Regions from separate parts of the Capsicum annuum genome. Here region 2 is linked to region 1. Evidence: chromatin contacts called from public Hi-C data. All regions are on one chromosome and are shown on one strand. The core of a region is the stretch at or near the end of the contact, and the rest is flanking DNA. Distances in the headings are between cores, read along the strand shown.

The links. A called contact is a pair of places that touch in the nucleus more often than the background predicts.
Region 2: a contact with region 1 is called in a Hi-C map of leaf, with 4 times the contacts expected there. The contact joins the promoter of LOC107863764 here to the promoter of LOC124896696 in region 1. A contact is called at or near these places in 2 of 5 Hi-C or Micro-C datasets (leaf and placenta).

Annotation. Positions count from the first base shown.
Region 1 is chr3:103,848,765-103,853,106 of UCD10Xv1.1, forward strand. It overlaps LOC124896696, which reads right to left and starts at 2,487. Exons shown (of 2, transcript XM_047408400.1): 1 at 1,994-2,487; 2 at 1,628-1,817. The coding sequence starts at 2,487. The coding sequence ends at 1,628.
Region 2 is chr3:103,989,135-103,993,476 of UCD10Xv1.1, forward strand. It overlaps LOC107863764, which reads right to left and starts at 2,368. Exons shown (of 10, transcript XM_016709895.2): 1 at 1,778-2,368; 2 at 1-33. The coding sequence starts at 12.

The DNA.
Region 1 (4,342 bases), core at 1,237-3,736:
GTGTATTCCCATATAATGGGGTTTGGGGAGGGTAGAGTATACGCTGATCATACCACTACCTCAGATGAAGTAGAGAGGTTTCACTATTATATCATGAATAATTCTTGAAATTATATTATTACTAAAGTACTTAGACCGATAGGTCTCAGATCACCAAAGTTATTCACCACTTCTTTTGGGGGAATTACCAAATTGGTATGTTTCACATACCTTGGAAGTTCAAATCCATAGAAAAAAGCTCTAACCATATTGGTAATATCTTTGCCTATGATCTCCCAGCTTGCTTGAAAAAACTGCCTTGAGAATCCATCTGGTCCACTAGCATTATCTGCATTGAGTAAGAAAATTACTTTCTTTACCTCCTCTTCAACTGGCATTCTTTCCATTTCCGCATTATCCTCCTTATTAATCAAAACTGGAATACAATTAATCATATCATAATTGGCTGGTTCTGGTCCCTCCTTGAACACATTCACAGCTTCTTCACCAATATTTTGAGATGAGTTAATCATATCCTCTTGCATTGTGAGAATTTCCTTTATCTGCATCTTTCTTCTTTTTTCTTTCACAAAAGTATAGAAGAATTTAGTGTTCTTATCACCATCTGTAAACTATCTCATCCCAGCTTTTTGTTTCCAATATTTCTCCTCAATATTTGTTTTAGCTAACTTCAATTCACTTCTACTCTTCTCATTAGTATTTACTTCTATCTAAACTTTCTTTACCTTTATAATATCCTCTAAAGTTGCAATTTTCTGAAATATGTTACCAAAAGTCTTTTGCTCCCAGTATTCATGTTACTCTTGACTTTCTTTATTTTTGTCTGGAAAATAATAAATGGTGATCCAGTTGCCTCAGTAACCCAACTTTCTTCCACCACTTGTTTGAACTCTTTATGCTTTGTTCAAAAAATCTAAAAGGTTTCATGATGTACTCCTGGCGTCATTGCATATCACATGTAATGGTGCATGATCTGAACATTGCCTAATAAGGTGATGTACCTCACTATTTGGAAGCATCTGCACAAAGTCATTATTTCCAAAAACTCTATCAAGTCTCTTAGAAATACTGTCTTCTGCTATTGTTCCATTCCACTAAGTATAACACCTTCCAATGAATCTGTTCTCATTAAGAAAGAATACACTCATACAATAAATGAAATCAGATGTCTCTTATTGAGTAACTGGTAGGCCTCCTAGCTCTCTAATTCATCAGCAATTATATTGAAGTACCCACCTACTAACTATGGCACATTTGTTTGCTAAGCAATGCCTTCTAATCTTCCCATAACTCCAACTTGTCCAAAGCACTACATCTAGCTAACACCGTTGTAATCTTGACATATTCTGCTCCACCTCTAAGCTGGTAAGTCATTGTGATTTGTTGAACTGAGTCTACACAAGTTTTTTCTTCCCAATCATTATCCTAAAAAATCCAAATCTTTGATGAAGAACTCACTCTAGCATTTTTTAACCCTAATTTTAGTCTGTAACTTTTTATTTCTGGAGGGATTTGAAATGGTTCAAAAAGTACAATGTATGAATAATGATATACCTTCTACAGGTCCATAAGACTCTCAAAAGCATTTTAAGTTCTTACAGACCTAATATTCCAAAAAAGCACTTTGTTAATCATTGATCAGAGGTAAAAGACTTTCTTTCTCCTTGCGGACTTCTTTTATATTTGTCTTCATGTAATCATCCTCTTCATTAACCTGCTTTTCTGTAATCTCATGTTTATTAAGTGTGTTGATTTTTGGACCCTCCTGTTGTAATGCAACCTCTTCTTCACTTTTTTCTGGTTGATGTCCAGAAGGACTGTTGTTGTGAAGCATTTATTACTTCTCTCTTATTAGTTTCTTCTTGTATATTCCCTTTAACATGTTTTGTATTATCATCTGTTTCACTCTCTTTTTCATCTTGTATATTTTTCTCTGGTGATTTTGATGAATTAACTGACAACATTCTACCTTCATCAACATTATTAGTTTCACCTTGATTCATGTCCATTATACTGCTTGTTTTTTATGCTAGAGCCTATATTAGACTCCTTCTCTAGTTGTTTCTCTGCCTGTTTTTCTTTGTCTTCACTCTCCTTATTGGAATTATTTGCTTTCTCCCCATTATCCTTCCCCATATTCTCCATGTTGTCCCCCAGTGCTTTAAATTTATTATTAGTTGTCAAGTCTTGTGGTTTTAGGTTCCATGTCATCCCCATTCTCCCCTTATGATTGTGTCTACCTCTTCTATATCGATCTTTTCTTCTTTGTTCCTGGAACTCATTATGAAGCTTCTTTTTTCCTTTATCTTCTAGTGTTCTTTTATCTTCCTCATTATTTAAATCTTCCCTATTTCCATGATGTTGTTCCTCTTGTGTCTTCTCCTTGGTATCTTTTTCTTCCTCTTTAGAATATAAATCAGGGCGTAGGATATAACATTCTTTCTTATTATGACCCTGGAGCTTGCAGTTTACAATATTTCCGCTCATAATTGTATGTGATGTTCACCTACTTCTCCTTGATTTCTCCTGTTTTCATTCTCATACCAACATTGATTCTTTTTGGGAACGCTCCCAGTAGATCTACTTCTACCTTAACGCTTGCACAACTAGGCCTTGTTTTATTTTGAGTAGCAAGGTCCACTTGTAAAGGTTTCCCTACTGCCACAGCTAATGAGAACATTACCTCCTTCCAAAAAAAGTTTGGTGGTAATACTGGAACCGAAATCCATGCAATAGCAATAGAAGTTTGCTCCTCAGGGTCAAATAATGGATCCCACTTCAAAGTACGCATTGGGTAAGACCAATAATTATGTGTGATATAGAATTGAGTTTTGGAGAGTAAGTGTACATAATCATCCAATCTTGTTTCCCTAATTAAGATGTATCTATTTCTCAATAGCCCAATATCCCTTTCAATTCACTTTGGTTGGTTATCAATCTCCTCAAATCTTGAATTTCAGGCCATCCGTATGAGTTCTTGACAATCACTACATATTGTAAGTCTTCATTAATCATCATTCGATTAATCTCCTCATCCTTCCAAACCACTCTGAGCTCTCCATGTAAATATGCAATCTGCTTCAAAGGTATGGGCTTATGAGTCTGAGGTAAAGGTTTGATAGTATCAGCATATGTAGTTTCTGGATTTTCTATAATTCCAAGCATAGATGTTGTAGCTAGCCCAGTCTCCATAACTGGAGGAGGATGGCCAACGACCATTAAGGCCATAATCCGATCTAGTTATCAATCAAAATGTGAGGTATTAGACGGCAATTAGGGTTTTTTCATAAAGTAATCTTATTTCACTACTTTTATAATAATTTAAAAATTTTAATCTTAACATATTGGGTTCGTGCTCAGCATGGGCCTATCACCACTAGTGTGTATGTATATATATGTGTGTGTGTTTGTATATAAATATGTATATATATATAGGCTTAAAGTCATCGCTAGGCACCTAAACTTGTCTCAAAAATTCACTTAGACTCCTCAACTAGACCTATCAGGCTCCTAACCCACCCGAATTTGATCCAATCGGGCCTTTTTTGCTAAATGGCACTCCGTGTGTTGTCCACTCAGTAGGAGCGCGTGAAGCATGATTTTTTGACTAAATAACAAATGAAAACGTGCCAAGTGGCACTGAGGGCCTCTAAAAAATTTTAATAAACAAATTTTATTTTAAATAATCTGTTTCTCTTCCTCTTTCTTTTTCATTTTCTTTTTAACTAATCGTTTTCTCTCTGTCCTCTTCATGATCAACTTGAAGAGGATGGGTTTTTGGATTTGAATTATCTATGTTTTTGGTTTATGGGTTTTTTCATTTATTTTTTTGGAGTGTTTAAAATTTATCAATTGTGGATTTTAATCCAATTCTTGATTGTTTATGGGAGTAATAACTAGAATTATCTGTGTTTTTGAATTATGGATTTTCTTTTTTCTTTTTTTGAGTGTTTAAAATTTATCAATTTCTGGGGTTTAATTCAATTCTTGATTGTTTTATAGAGGTATTAACTTGAATTATCTATATTTTTGGATTATGGTTTTTTTTTCTTTTGCTGTGTTTAAAATTTATCATTTTCTGGGATCTAATCCAATTCTTGATTGTTTTATGGGAGTAATAAGGTCCCATTTACTTATTAGTACAATTGAAAAAAATAGTTTCTTTATTGAGTTGCTTTGAATTTGATTTCTAACCTTGTTATGCGTTTTAGGGAATTCGCTATTATTTGTTGGAGCAAATTCACCGGCTAGATTGGTCCAGTGAATGCGATGACGCGGCTATTGTTTGTCAGAGCAAATTTACCGGCTAGATTGGTCAGTGAAGACGATGACACGGGGTGGA
Region 2 (4,342 bases), core at 1,118-3,617, 140 kb after region 1:
TTGGTGGGACATATTTTATCCCTAATGAATGACCTACAACAACATTGGTAAAAGTTAAACACATGAGAATTGATTTAATGTGCAAGGATATGTATATCCAAATCTAAGTATGGCTTCCAATAATCACACGGACTCTCAGTCTAATACAATGAAAGACGGTTGTCATGCTAAATTATCTGATTGTAGGAATGCATTTTGACGCGCATTGTGCCATGAAAAAGATTTACAGAAAAAGAAATAGAAGATACAAATAACCAAGGAGGCAAGTGTTAACATGTCATCTTTTTCTCCCTACCCAGGCAACTACGGAAAGGAGTACTTATCAAATTCAGTTCCAGCCACAGGAAAGGCTATAAGAAAGCTCTGCATCGGGAATATAGATACTTCAGAAAAATTAACCTAAAACGTCATTCATACAATCGGTGCATATAAGGTTAATTAACATGGAAGCTTGAACATACGCCTATGGGAGATTGCCCATGTAAAAGTATTCCAATTACATATTCAATTATTTATTGTGATATATTCACAATAAAGATTTTAGTTTCTATATACCGACTCAATGTACGTCTTTTAGCACCAAAAGTTAATTTTGACGTACAGCAGGAAAGTGTCAACAGTAAGCATAATTTGGTATCTTAAAGGAGGAGATCTTGTCAAGCGCACTAGATCTATTGTGGATGTTCCTGCGGGGAAAATAAAGTAAAAAACCTGCTATAATTGGTTAATCTTCCGGGCATATACATTACTTCACATAGAAGCATGCACATAAGCTTATTAGATGTTGCCGATATTAAAGCATTCCAAATACCAATTACATATTCAACAAAATACAGATTTCAATCAATGAAATGAACTCAATCAAAAAGAAACTAAATTTTACTATTCCCAAACCTAGGATATATGAGTGAAGGAAGACGCTTCCAACTTTAAACTATATTGCCAGCTAGAATATTTTGGATCCTAATTATGAACGTGCGGAGTACAAAAGAGGTGAATTAGTTCCAGCCAGTTATAGCGTATTTGGCCAAACTTCTAAAATAAGCTTATTTTAGTCAAAAGCCTTTTTCAAGAAAGTGGTTTTACAGGTTGTTTGGATGGTGGTTTTCTGTGGTATGGTATGGTATGGGTACCATGTTTGTTTTGATTGTTTTTTAAAAGGCATGGTATGGTATGGTAACATTTCATGGTTTGGGAAACATGGAATAGGCCAATTTTTTGAACCACCGATTTGGTGGTTTTGCATGGTTTTTTTATTTATTTTTTCAATTATGCCCTCATATAATATTTTCTATTCCTACTTTACCCTTTACCCCATATTATTTACAATTTTAATATGTTATAATTTTTACCCACAAACCAAAATAAATAAAAAAAAATTATTATTAAACAGTAATGAACGATACATCAATCCAAACATGTAATCTACCATACCATACTGTACCATTATGAAACCATGACAAACCAACATCCAAACAGAATGTTAGGGAAAAACTACTTCTTTTAGCTTCTGAAAACGTTTATAACCGGGTTCCACAATTTAATCAAACCCTAAAACGGCGAACTTGAAGAGTGGTACAGTACAACGAGATCAATTATGCATAATGAATGCCTCAAGACGTATAAACCAGAGCGAGCATAACAAGCAAATGAACCTTAATATTCCACACAGCAATTGACATTTTTGAAAAAGAAATTAAAAAACAAAACTGGTATAACAAACATAAATATATGCATCCAGATTGCAGAAAATATAGACAAAATACAAATTTCTGACCTTGGGAAGAAGAGAACACAGATGATAGCAAAGATCGAGCTCCCAAAAAAGAAGGACAAAATCAGAGGATATTATACATAGAATTAGATTAGTGAAATAGTAAGAAACTAAATGGTGTTTTAGGTGGGTAGATGGTGATAGGTGTGTAAGAGAGAGAAAAGCAAGAATAGGTAATATCTATCTTTATCCACACTGCTGATGATAATACGACGTCCCTACTAAAATGTTCAACGAAACTGACAGCTTAGGTCTTAAATAAATTTATGCGCAAAGTCGGCTACTCCCGGTCCCAATGTATTACACGGCTCATTGTTTGTCTTGAATCCAAAAAAAAATAAAAAATTCTTACAGCATGTTTGGCTAAATTTCATGGTGCTAAATTTGTTTATTTGAGATGTTTGGTTAATTAAAAAAGTATTTTGAGCAGAAGAAGATTTTCTATTATTGGGGAAAAGTTACAAACATCCATTTTTATCTTCAAGAATCAAATGCAAAAAAGAAAAATCTTTTTCAACACAAAACTATATTTATAATAAATTATTGTTGTCAAATTATCCTTTATTTATGAAATGACTTAGTGTATTTGAAAATGCAGAAGCAACCCATGGTGAGGAAAATATATAACTTGGCAAATTTGAGCATTCGATGGTGATATGTAGTACTCCCTCCGTCCCAAATTAGTTTTCCCAAATTTTATAATTTGATTTCTTATTTTACTTATTTTTTTCATTAACCAGGAAGAGATAAAAAAAATTCTCATGTTTTACCCTTTGCATTAATTACTTTTTCTTCAAATTAAAATATAAACATAATTTAATAGGGGTACTATGGTAAACTAGCTATGTTATTAATTATTTTTCTTAATCAATGTATCATCTCAATTTGGGACGGGTAATTTGAGACTGAGGGAATATAAATTAACACCCAGTTGTCATCAGTTGAGCAAGTGAAGTCTCATCTGTATGAGAATTTTTGTTTTGCAGTGTTTAAAGACGGGATAAGCAAACACAGTATCAAGACGCTCACAGGTTATGCATATTGAAACCTTGTTATAAGTCAATAATATCATTTTGAGACCTGCTGTCATGGTTGGGTTAGAATCTAGAGGATTGGGGTGAGTTTCAGCACCATTAAACTAGTTTTCAACCCAGCTAATATGCATCTCTACTGGGTTGTGAACAAAATAGCAGATACTCTGTCTTCAAAAATCGGTTTGTTTGGAAGGATAGTAACTTTAGGGCAACTCATGTACATCAAATTTTCTGTCAATAATTTTCTCAAGGCTTAGAAACTTGTCTGCTGCTTCAATTGTATGTTTGGAAATGTATGAAGAACCTGTGTGTTTGTTTTATGCTAATGTCTAAACACATGGGAGAACTTGAAACTTTTGTCCTAGAAAACCCCATTATCGTGAATGATTAACTATTTGAAGATATTTTAGGGACCAAATTTTCTAGCAATATTCCTTTTATGTTTGGAACCTAGCCTGAAGATCTTGGAGTTTTACTAGAAGAAGCTAAAGTTTTTATTGCACTTTCTAGAGAGGATCTTTTTTATTTGGCCAAACACATCGACATGCCCCTCAACTTGGCACGATCTTTCACTTTGGCACCTCAAGTGGATGTTGTTCACTTTAGACACCTCAACCAACATACGGGTGTGTCATTTTGATACCTTTTGCAGAGTTGGCATGATGTGTGTGTTTCACTTACCCAAATGCGCATGGATGCCCTTTTTCGGTTGATGTGGCATCCAAATTAGCCCACAAACAGTATATCAACTTATCTCTATTAATTTATACCCTATTCCTCATTTTTATCCATCATTTGTATCAATCTTAAGCTTGTTTAATGGTGAAAATTATGGACACAGCGGATCTGTGAAAAATATTTACCAGTACAAATTAATCAATTAAAATCAACATATAATAATCCGCTATTTGCTTGATTTTAAGAAATAAGAATGGTTGATTTTAACAAAAATCAATAATTTTCCTTCTTTAAGAAACAAGAAATCAAAAAACAAGAATGGTTAAATCAAGAATGTCTCTTCTTTAAGAAACAAGAAATTAAGAAATAAGAAATCAAGAAATAAGAATGATTACTTTTAAGAAACAAAAATGGTTGATTTTTCCTTCTGTTGATTTTAACCATTCTTATTTCTTTAAATGGGTTCCCTTCTTAAAATAATTTTCTCTTCTTTGATCGAATTAACAGAAAAAAAGGGAAAGTCCAGAAATTTTTTCCACCATTTTTTTGAATTTGAAGCTTATTTTTTCAAAAAGTTTTCCCACCATTTTTGTCAATCATTAATGCTTGAAGTTATTATTTGCTTGAAAAAAAATAATGTTATTAATGGTGTACAAAATGGAGGAAGGGGAAGGCGCTAGGGTATTTTGGAGAAGATGATTTGAGAGTGGGGGCACTGGGTATTTTGGAGAAGATCATTCGTAGGTAGGGAGGGGGTGGGGTATTGGGGTGTTTGGAGAAGGTGATTTGGGTAGGCGGTGGGAGGGGGGATGAGTTGTTTGGAGAAGATGGGGTTCGCGGTGGGGGTGGATAGAGG